2 separate regions of the Mus musculus genome follow, and region 2 is linked to region 1. The links are chromatin contacts, called in public Hi-C maps. All regions are on one chromosome and are shown on one strand. The core of a region is the stretch at or near the end of the contact, and the rest is flanking DNA. Distances in the headings are between cores, read along the strand shown. Region 1 holds the start of 1700063D05Rik (RIKEN cDNA 1700063D05 gene). Region 2 overlaps Sorl1 (sortilin-related receptor, LDLR class A repeats-containing).

What was found. Hi-C and Micro-C count contacts between places; a contact is called where the count stands out from the background.
Region 2: a Hi-C map of CD8 T cells shows a contact between it and region 1, with 2.3 times the contacts expected there. The contact joins the enhancer-like site here to the promoter of 1700063D05Rik in region 1. A contact is called at or near these places in 3 of 39 promoter capture datasets (hippocampal neurons, liver and pre-B cells) and 1 of 484 Hi-C or Micro-C datasets (CD8 T cells).

Annotation. Positions count from the first base shown.
Region 1 is chr9:41,204,142-41,209,455 of GRCm38.p6, reverse strand. It overlaps 1700063D05Rik (RIKEN cDNA 1700063D05 gene), which reads right to left and starts at 3,301. Exons shown (of 5, transcript NR_040392.1): 1 at 3,127-3,301.
Region 2 is chr9:42,106,226-42,111,539 of GRCm38.p6, reverse strand. Sorl1 (sortilin-related receptor, LDLR class A repeats-containing) reads left to right here. Exons shown (of 48, transcript NM_011436.4): 2 at 4,996-5,112. Among named protein-coding and RNA genes, the nearest start is that of Sorl1, 15 kb to the left of the region's middle. Within about 2 kb of position 2,814, at least 174 of the 459 cell types and tissues checked have an H3K27ac peak or open chromatin away from gene starts, as enhancers often do. A contact at or near this core is called in CD8 T cells, where this site is marked.

The DNA.
Region 1 (5,314 bases), core at 2,052-4,551:
TCATGTGGCTTTGGATCTCAATATGCAGTGTGGATAACCTCTCCTAATGGCATTCTGCTATTCCCATAGATCAGTGCCGCTCAGCCATCACCAGAGAAGTTTCCTCTTGGAGTAGACAAGAACTAACACAGAGACCACACTGAACAATGTTCAGAGAAAGAGATTTTGGAACACCCAGTCTTAATTGAAATGTCTTAAGCCCTCTCCTCAGGGCCCTGGGAGCTCAGTAGAAGGGGAGGTAGAAAGATTGTAAGAGCCAAGGGGAATGAATGACTCCAAGTAAACAGGGTCTTCAGACACAACAGAACTGTTGTAACTAGGAACTCACAGAGACTATATGACAGCACGCACAGGGCTTAAACAGGTTCAAGGCAGATGGGGTTCCAGCACTAAGACATGGACACAGGCCCCCATCCCTAGCCAAAAACTATCTCCAGTTGATATTTGCTTGCAAAGGAAAAATTAGTTTTCTCTAGAGTCTTACTGGATATATTAACCACATTTAAGAATAAGCGCCTGCCCAGCTGTAAATGGCCAAGATGATGAAAAGTTAATGCTATTTTTCTAGACATTTTTCTCATAGTGTGTTGTTTGGGCATTTTGTTGTTGTTGTTGTTGTTTTTCAGCCTTTTGCTTGTATGGTATGTGTCTTAGTCAGGGTTTCTATTCCCGCACAAACAGCATGACCAAGAAGCAAGCTGGGGAGGAAAGGGTTTATTCAGCTTACACTTTCCACATTGCTGTTCATCACCAAAGGAAGTCAGGACTGGAAAGCGGGAGCTGATGCAGAGGCCATGGAGGGATGTTCCTTACTGGCTTGCCTCCCCTGCCTTGCTTAGCCTGCTCTCTTATAGAACCCAAGACTACCAGCCCCGAGATGGGCCCACCCACAAGGGGCCCTTCCCCTTTGATCACTAATTGAGAAAATGCCTTATAGCTGGATCTCATGGAGGCATTTCCTCAACTGAAGATCCTTTCTTTGTGATAACTCCAGCCTGTGTCAAGTTGACACAAAACTAGCCGGTACAATATGTTATCTGATTTTGTGTTCATATGTATTTTAGGGTGCGCTTGTGTGTGTGTGTGTGTGTGTGTGTGTGTGTGTGTGTGTGTGTATTTCTTGTAGTTTTCTCTTTTTTCTTCTTTTTTATTATTATGTTGTTGTCTTGCCTGTTGTTTTTTAGAGAGAGATTGAGAGACAGAGAGAGATCGTATGGGGTGGATGGGGATGTGTCAGAGGATCTGGGAGCAGTTGTGGAAGGAAAACCATGATCAAAATGTATAATATGAAATTTTTCAATGAAAATAAAATTAGCAATCATACATTGACTCTGTATTTGGGATTTTTGTGCAGTTTTCTTGTTTGCTTGCTTGCAATTCATGGTAACTTGGAAGCTCTGTTATAAACTGCAGGTAACACTTTGCCCACTAGATGGCAGCGCAGCGCTGTCGTTACTTCCTGACAGGCTACCTTTGCTGTCTACGCATTTGCCTTACATAAAACGCCCAGTAAATCTTTCAAAAAAAAAAAAAAGCCAGTCTTCTTTAAATCTCCCTAAGAATATTTCAACCCAAGATACTGTACACCTCTTCCTAGAAATGACTTTCTACTGTAGCTGTTTGGGTGACTTTTTATAATTATGCTATATATTAATAGCACGAAACCCTATAACCTAGCTATTCTGAGGGATGGTTAGACATTGTGAAGAAAGAAGACAAAGGAGTCCTAAAGGCTCATTTTTGCCGTTTCGAAGGTCGTCACCACCACCTGACCGAGACGTGGGCATGCGCAGTTTCGGTTCTGAGTGTGTCTTAAGCGGACGCACAGAGTGACGTAACTCCTTAAAGAGAAGCAACGACGAGCTCAGCGCTGCCACCCAGTGGCGCCAGCAGCTCTTCATTTCCAGGCTTGTATAAACCAGACTTAGTCCTGTGGAGCATCTGGTCCACAAATCCTCTCAAAGGATCAAATCCTCTCTTCACAGTCCGTGTGTCCTTTTGGCGACACGGTGAGAACTCCTCACCTCCGCCTCCCCAGGAGTTGTCTGTGTCTAACATCAAGGCCCTCTCTTTTTCCTGACAATGACGCGTTCCGGAAGGAATCCTGGGCAGCCTTGGGTTTTCTCTCTAGAGCTCCCAGGCACTGGTCCTCCAGCTGGAAGCCTGGGGTTCAAGGGAAAGCTTTGAAGAAGGAAGCAGACATGTTCTCTCTAAGCAAGAGCAGCACAATTTTCTAGGGGAGGGCCCAGTCACAGTTGCACACAGACTGAATGCTTAGAATTGGGTTTATGTGACAGTAAAAGAATAAATTGTACCTAACGAATGAATCCCATCTGGCAAAACAACGGAGTTCTCTTCTCTTAGTTATTTACAAAATAAAACAACAACAACAAACGGGGGCTGGGGCGTATTTCCAGCACAGAAATATTCCCAGGACAGCCCTGCAATGCAGTCGCTATACAACATCAGCAAAATGTCCAGGAGTGCTGTGCCCTTTCTAATGCTCCGCTGTCTGCTAGGGCACCCCAGGACCTTCTGCTCAGAAGGGAGAGAATTCCCTTGAATCGCATCTCTGGAGTTCTCCTTTTCTCAGTTGCCCCTCCCACCCCCTACTGTACATCCCTAATACAGTCATTCTCTCCCTCTGCTCTCTCCAATGTCTACCTTGAGTAGCTCTCTCCCTCTTTGTCCTCGGCAATTAGACGCGGGGGCGGCAGTAATGACGTTCTACGATGCCTTATGACACGGGTCTTTCTCCCATTTCATTGACTCCCAAATTTGCTCATCTATTGAAATCACTGGGACGCCTGGTGTGGAGAAACTTAACTATAATCCCAGGACTTGGGATGCTGGGGCTGAAGGATCAAGTTTAAGGCCAGAGTGGACTAACATTGTGACACACAGTTTCATAAAGAGCAGAGCAGGGTTAAAAGGCTGAAAATAAAAAACAAACCAAGGATTAAGTCAACGCTGGGAAATCGCTCCTCTGCCCATGCTACCCAGCATTCATGCAAATCATCTTCCACCCATCTTCCACGCTTGGGACAGCCCCGCCTAAATAGACGGGCATCTCCATTTCTTCCTCCTGTACATAAAGTGAGTTATTAGCCTGTAACCTAAACTCACTTCAGCTCAAACACTGTCCAAACTCTTCAAACATTGACATCATATAGAAACACAGCTTCTCCTCTGAAAGCCCAGATCTCCTTACGGGAGGTCGAGTTGCTGGGTTTTATAATAACCTAGGGAGGAGCATCTTGTTTTAACTGCAGGGACCCAAGCAAGACAACAAACTACAACTAAGGACCTTCTTGATTGTGACCCAGTCTCACAGAATCTGGAATTTTCAGTGCAGCCTGATAGCTAAACTCCTCTATGATGCAGCCATTGAGGGAAACAGAATAAAAGCCGTTAGACTGGACTCCTAAGAGTCCTTGGGCCCTGGATTTCCTACAGCAGATGCTTAGCTCTTTAAGACTGTAAGGTTAGACTACATCCTGGCTCAGGCCAATTCAGGGACACTGGCAGGCACCCTGCTGGGACACTGTTTGTGAATTCTAAGCTAGCTGGGCTTTCCTTGAGGCACCTCACCTGGGAAGTAAGTTTATATCAAAAGTTGTGCCAATCCTTTTCACCATCTCTTTCCCAGGCTCCTACCTGGGTACCAAGCAGCCTGGCTGCAGGCTCTTGGTGTGAACTTTCCACATCCCCAAGAGCTGAAAGAAGTGGATTCTACCAAGTGGGCTCTGCTTCTCTTCAGAGACCCCACTATGCTGTTTATCCCTGATGCTGGGACATGAACTCTCTCAGAAGCCCCTGCCTTGCTGCCACCCTCTGTCTGTCCATGGTGCTAGTAACAATCATAGTAAATGTGTTAGCCCCTAATCTGCTTCAGTGTCCTGAGCCCACCCCCACCCCCGCATCCAGAGTCACAGCCTCCATCCCTGCCCCAGCTCTCCCTCAATAAAGCCTGTTCTCCACAAGGGGGCAGAGTTTGAACCCAAATCTTGGGTCTTGCCGGTGCCCACCTGCTTGGCTTCTCACATTCTTAGAGATTATTCCCTGGATCCCTTTGTGTCAGCTCACTAATGCTGTTATTCTTGGTCAAAGAGTCCTCTAAACCAACCCCGAGACCATGTATGGCTTACATGTTCCACTAGGCCTCAGACACAAGGAGCAACTAGTACAAGACTCCTTTCTCACAGATTGCAGAGCTTGCTGTAGACCTTTGCCAGACTTACCCTATATCAGCACCAGCTAACCCTGAAGTTACCCTGCAATATTACTGTGTAGTGACAACTGGAGTCCCAGTCAGTGTTCTGCGTAACGTTCTGTTGCTGTGATAGACACCAGGACCAAAAATGAGTTGGGGAGGAAAGGGTTTATTTTAACTTGTAGGTCACTGTCCATCATCAAAAGGACAGATGTTGCCGGTGGGACTGAAGCAGAAGCCGAGAAAGCAGTGCTCCACCATCTCAACCCCAGGCTCATCTTCAACTACATTTCCCATACAGCCAAGCTTCTTATCCTAGAATCACCCAGTTCTTTCTTTCTTTCTTTCTTTCTTTCTTTCTTTCTTTCTTTCTTTCTTTCTTTCTTTCTTTCTTTCTTTCTAAGATTTTATTATTATATCTAAGTACACTGTAGCTGTCTTCAGACACACCAGAAGAGGGCATCAGATCTCATTACGGGTGGTTGTGAGCCACCATGTGGTTGCTGGGATTTGAACTCAGGACCTTCGGAAGAGCAGTCAGTGCTCTTAACCACTGAGCCATCTCTCCAGCCCCCATCCAGTACTTCCACTGTTACGATGTTCAGGTTGGTCTGGTGCTGCTATGTATTCAGATGCTAAATACTGGCCCCCAAGACCTGGTTGCTCTCAATGAGCAGATCCTTATGTCCACCAAGTGATGCTCTGTAAACTCTGCTTATTTGCTTATATGTAAACTTTTGTTTTATTCTCTGACTAGTTAGAGAAATGGCTGAGGAGATTCTCTGGGGAGAATAGAGGTAGTCGGGGTTTTGATTACCAGGCAGAGAGTCGCAGGTTGGAACCACAAGGAGAGAGAAGAGGAGGAAGGAGGAGAAAGAGAAAGAAGATGGAGAGAACAGGAAGTGTCCATTAGTCAAAATGGACCAGGAGCACACGGCCAAGTGAAATGCCCACTGAGGACAATGATGGAGCAAAAGTGACACGGGAAAGACTCAAACTGCAATTATTTGGGGAGAACGGTTGGGAATTAACCAGTCTAGAATATAGAAAAATAAATTAGGGGTAATTCACCCAGTAATTGTGCTAAGGCTGATTAAATAA
Region 2 (5,314 bases), core at 1,565-4,064, 900 kb before region 1:
CTCACTGTGAGCTGAAAGGAAATAAGTACTTCTTACAAGTAGGAGCTCCTAGGTATTGGATCTGCACTTGAGAAGTGTAGTGTTCTACCCGGGTCATAGAAATGCTTTTAAAATGAGGCGGCATTTACATAACAGCCATTGAGAATCCAGTGGCATTTGGAATGTCCGTGCATTGTGCATTGTGTATCTATTTTCTCTGTCTGCGTCCATGATGTTCTCTACCTCCTAAAGAAACCCAGTTCTTCCCTCCTCTCCTCCTCCTCAGCCTCCTGGCTGCCCCTCATCTGCTTTCTGTCCTTGTGGATTTCTCTGCCCAGGATATTTTATATAAACTGAGTCATACAGTATGTGACCTTTTGTGCCTGGCACATTGTAGTAAAGCAATGAGTTAGCATCACATAGAGTCTTCATTAACAACCATGCCAGCTCCCCGGCAAAGACCATGCTGATTTCTCTTTAGCCCACCAACACAGTGTTTTCTTCGCTTCTCACTACCTGGAAGCAAGAGAACAGACCAGACTCATCATCTCCCAAATGAGCTAGAGACTTTTATGTGTTTTCTAAATGCTCATTCATGGGTTACCTTCCGAGGGCCTCCGAATGGAGGAGTTTGCAGGGCTTCTGATCTTAGGCAGCAGATCTCTTGATCTCTGTTTTTTAACCAGGTGAATTCTGGGATACTGATCCTGGGCCCCATGGCTTCCAGGGTTTTGCTTATGGACCAGGCAACCTCTGATTTTGAAGCCAGAGTGAGTAACCTCTAGAGGTCTGAGCCTAAAGGAGTTACCTCCAGCGCTTTCATCCTAGACCAGGTGGCTTCTTGGGGTTCTCTTAAACCCCTCGCCTGTGAGCCTACCAGAGGTCTGACAGGCCTTTAGATTTAGTTTGTCATCTAAGATGGAGTTTTATTCAGAGATCCCTATAGCATGCAATCACATCCCCGCCCCCCCCCAAGCAGAGGCACTCGGCTCCTCCCTGTTGCCGTTACAGGCCCCAATTAATTGCATCTCATTTATCAGGCTCCGGCTATGCCCTGTGCGCCAGAGACAAGAGAAGGAAGGTTGTTCACAGCCCGGGGTTATGGTTATGACTGACTACACATCAAGGTTATGTTCCTGGAAAAGTCACACTCCCACCTTCTCCCGCCCACTGGCAGACCGGTGTCTCCTAGATCAGCCTGTGGAACTAAGTGGGAGAGGCTGGTGGAACCAGTCTGCAAGCCTGCAGCTGCTGTAGAGGGCAGGTGATCCGGAGAGCTGGCAGTGGAGCCGGGCAAAGGACCCAAACACACTAGAAATCACCAAGGGGATCAAGCCACAGGAATCTGTGCGTTCTCCATGCTGTGGGCTGCCCTGGGGGCTGTTGGCTTCTCGGTCACAGTCCCCTGGGGACTGCATCCTGCCTTTTCCTGTAGTTCGGCTATGGACAGGAGGAAAATAGACTGCATGTCATGATCTTAATAAAATTTATGGTGTGCTGACCTTCCTCTCCTGGCTCCCTTGACTGTCCTTGGGGTGCATCGATTCCTGCTACTGATTTGGGTCCTGTGCTTTGGGCGTGGGGGGATGGGCACCTGGGCTGCCTTGAAGATTAGTGGTGACTCACCAGGGAGGTATTCTCATGACTGGATATGCTTGACATCTCTGCCAAGGCAAGGAACTGAACTGTTTGTGTGAGTGCCTGGTGACCCTTGGACAAGCCTTTGCTTGTCAGGGAGCCTTCTCTTTCACCTTGCTGGGCTGCCCTTTTCCAGTCTGCTCTTAGGGATAAAGGGGACATCAGATAGAAAAGGCTTTAAAAAAAAAAGTTCCACTGAGTTTGCTCTTCCCCTCAGAGGCTCTCTTTATAAGAATACCCTGGAATATTTTGATGCCTCTCTTTTGTGCCCATTTTATCCCTCACCCCTTAGGATCAGTTAACGAAACCTATGCTCTCTGCTACAAAGACCCCAGCAAGTGTTGTCAGACCTCCTCCCCACTCTGATCCTGTAACACTTTGTAGCCTGTTCAACGTGTCCTCTGATTGTTAACCTGCCAGAGGGAGGGCTTCGCCCACTTTTGAGGATGGCCAGGTTGAGTACAGGTGGGCCTTTTTATCTCTGACCTCTGGTGAACTTCCGGTGATTCCCCTAGGTTCCTAACCCCTTTCTGAGTGTCATTTACATAGGTGTCTTGTTTGTTCCTAGGGTGCAGATGGTTTTGTAGGCGAGAGAGGGTTTTAGCCCGAGTGTCTGAGGTGTCTGTGTTGGTGGGCTTCTGATCCAGCAGTATTCCCAGTTTCTTCCTGGAAGCCTAGGTTGGAAGGGAGGGGAAGGGAAAGAAAGTAACAGTAAAGTTTGACTCTTGGGGGCAGGAGGAGGTGGGGGAGTCCCTTAGCTGGTTTTATTATTATTTTTTTTGAGTTAAATAATTTATTTGTTTTTGATTTGCATGTTTCTGTTGATGCTTGCCTGGACTTATCTACTGGTAATGAGATGTATACATATATATATATATTATCATCTCTTTTTATTTGAAGCCGTCTCTCTTCAGGTAGTTTTTAGTGTTTGGTTCTTGGATCAAATTAGATGCAGGTGCCTCAAATCCAAAGCAGGGCCTTTGCAGGTTAGTTAGCTTCTTGGTGGGGCTGGCTGCCAAGTTTGTGGCCCAGGTGTTTTTCTTCTCCCTTGTGACATCTGAGAGCACCCCTACGGAGTGGGTGGGGAGATACAAGGGTGGAGGAAGAAGGGAAAGGAAGAGGGTGGAGCTGTGAAGAGGGGCAGGTTTTCTGCCAGAGCTCTGCAGAAAGAAGTGTGGGCCCACTCAACTTGAACTTTTCCTTAGTTCTAGAGTGGTGCTAGGGCCGGGCAGGTGAGCTCTCTGGCTTCAGAGGCAGGCTCTGAGTCCCTAAAGCTCCGCCTCCAAGCCTGTGGGTTTGAGATGACTCAGGAGGCTGGCAGCAGACAAGGCTTATTTCAGACAACTCTGCAGGAGCTCTGGGTTTGGGGAGGCCTTGTTCAGCTTCTCAGTGATGCACCAGAGCTTGTCGGTGTCCCCACAGGTTGAGTAGAGCTCAAGTGTTCTGGAAAGTGAGTCATCTTGGAGCTGATGTCTGTCAGTGCATGGCAACTAAGTCGAGAACACGTGTGCTCAGAGTGGTAGCCACAGCCACAATAGGGAAAGGAGAAAAGGCCACACAGCTAGGCCCATGAGGCAAGATCGAGCTGAAGGAACAAAGGGCTCTTTATTCCCCTTATAGCCTTCCTCAGTTTCTACAGACAGACGCTGAAAGCTTTCTAGCGTCAGGATAGCTCTCAATTCTAATCAGTTCAGAGGGAGTGTTCCTGGATCAGCGGCAGGCCTATCAATCAGGAACCCAGGATCTTTCTACCCTGTTTCTCTGCTTGCATCTGGGCCATTAGGATCCGGAGTTGCCACCTGTGGATGGGGGAAGAAAACAGAATTGTGCATGGTCCAGGGTAGAGTGGTCCTATGGATCATCTCTTAAAGTCTTCTGTCTAGAACTCTGTTCCTGGGATACACCTTTGCTGTCTCAGGCTGGAGAAGAAGAGTCTATGGTGACTTCAGAAAGTATATCAAGAGAGTAGGTGGTCAAGCTGCGACATGGTGGCTTAGCCACAGAAATGGCTACCTAGTCCTTGGTTGGTTGGCTTATATATTCTTTTTTTAATTTTGCTGGTTTACAAAATTGCAAGTCTGGGGACTTCTGTTAGCAGTAATCTAAAAGGCTACTTTTGTTCAGATCTGAGAAAGGTTTCCTCATTTGAGACATTAAAAGGGAAATAAATGTGACACATTGTTATCTCTCTTAGCACTGAGGCAGGAGGATCATGATCACTAAGGCTACCTAATGAGACCCTGTCTTAAACAAATAACAAGGAAAAGTAGAGAGACTGCATAAGGCAGCCTTCCTTTCGCCTCTCATGCTTAGCTGACGTGGAGCAGTGATGTCTCCCTGCCACGAAACACTGGTTTAGCATGAAGCTCAAAAAGCATGTGACCTTTTGGCCTGTGAAATTTTGAAAAATACTTTAAGTTGTTTTTTAATTGGCATACCACTGGCCCGTGTTCCCGAGGTACAGTGTGAAGATGTTTCAGGGGGTGTGCGATAGAGATAACTGGTACATTCAGGGAACGGTTGGGGAACTAAGAGACAGACACCCCAGTCAGAGTCAGCGGGGAGACTACTTAAAATCTCCTTCATTTTTGAATACAATTAGCCGGGCGTGGTGGCTTGTTGCCAATGATAGCCATCCTACCATGCTGCAGACCATCTGGTTTTTCCTGCTGATGGGTGAGATGGCTCAGGAGGTAAAGGTGCTTGTGGCCAAGACAGATAACCTAAATTCAATTCCAGGAACCATGTGGTTGAAGGGAGAGGCCTGACTCCAAGGAAGTTGTCCTGTTCTCTGAGCTCCACACATGCTCTGTAGTGCGTTCATGCGTGTGTGTGCGTGTGCGCGTGTGTGTGTGTGTGTGTGTGTGTGTGCACGTGCTTGCTAAATATGTGTAAATGTAAATTTTAAAAAAGACCAGCTATTCCTTCCATTCATTGCCCATCCTTAACTAGCTAGCCCTCTCCCATCCCACGATTTCAAGCCTATGGAGAATTTCGTTTTGAACAAACAGGACATTTCAGTGATTCGTTTACAGTTTTACAGGTGCACATCACACACACAGAGTAAAGATCAGCGTAGCTGGGGACTGACGTCAACAACGATAAAACAAAGCAAGTAGTCCCTTGGGTAGTGCTATCCTGGGAAGATTTTCTGCAGTCTGGTTAAATGCACAGGGTCACCGATTACAAAAGGGGTTGGTGTTTCTTCCTGAGGAAGGTGCTAATGGTAGAACTTGCAGGGCAGTGAGAAGCGTCTGCCCTGACCCCCACACTTCCCATCTCAGAGTCTGAGTGACAGAGGAGGACTAAGAGACCTGATTTGGAATGTGTGTGGCTGTCGGTCACTGTGGGTCTTGATTTCCTTTTGGTCTCTTTCAGGTCAGTCTGAATGACTCCCACAATCAGATGGTGGTGCACTGGGCCGGAGAGAAAAGCAACGTGATCGTGGCATTAGCCCGAGACAGCCTGGCGTTGGCAAGGCCCAAGAGCAGTGATGTAAGTATCTGTGTGGCTCTGGGTCCTCCTGGTGACATGCCCTTTCTGATCTAATAGGTTGTCATGTCAGAAAAAAAAATAGTGGGTAGTTAGGGATGGATGGTAAGGACTATACATCAGTGAAGAGATATGGAAAGTAATGCGTGCATCCCTCGTGTACTGCACACAGAGTGGAGGCATCCAAGGAGATGTGTGCAGTGTA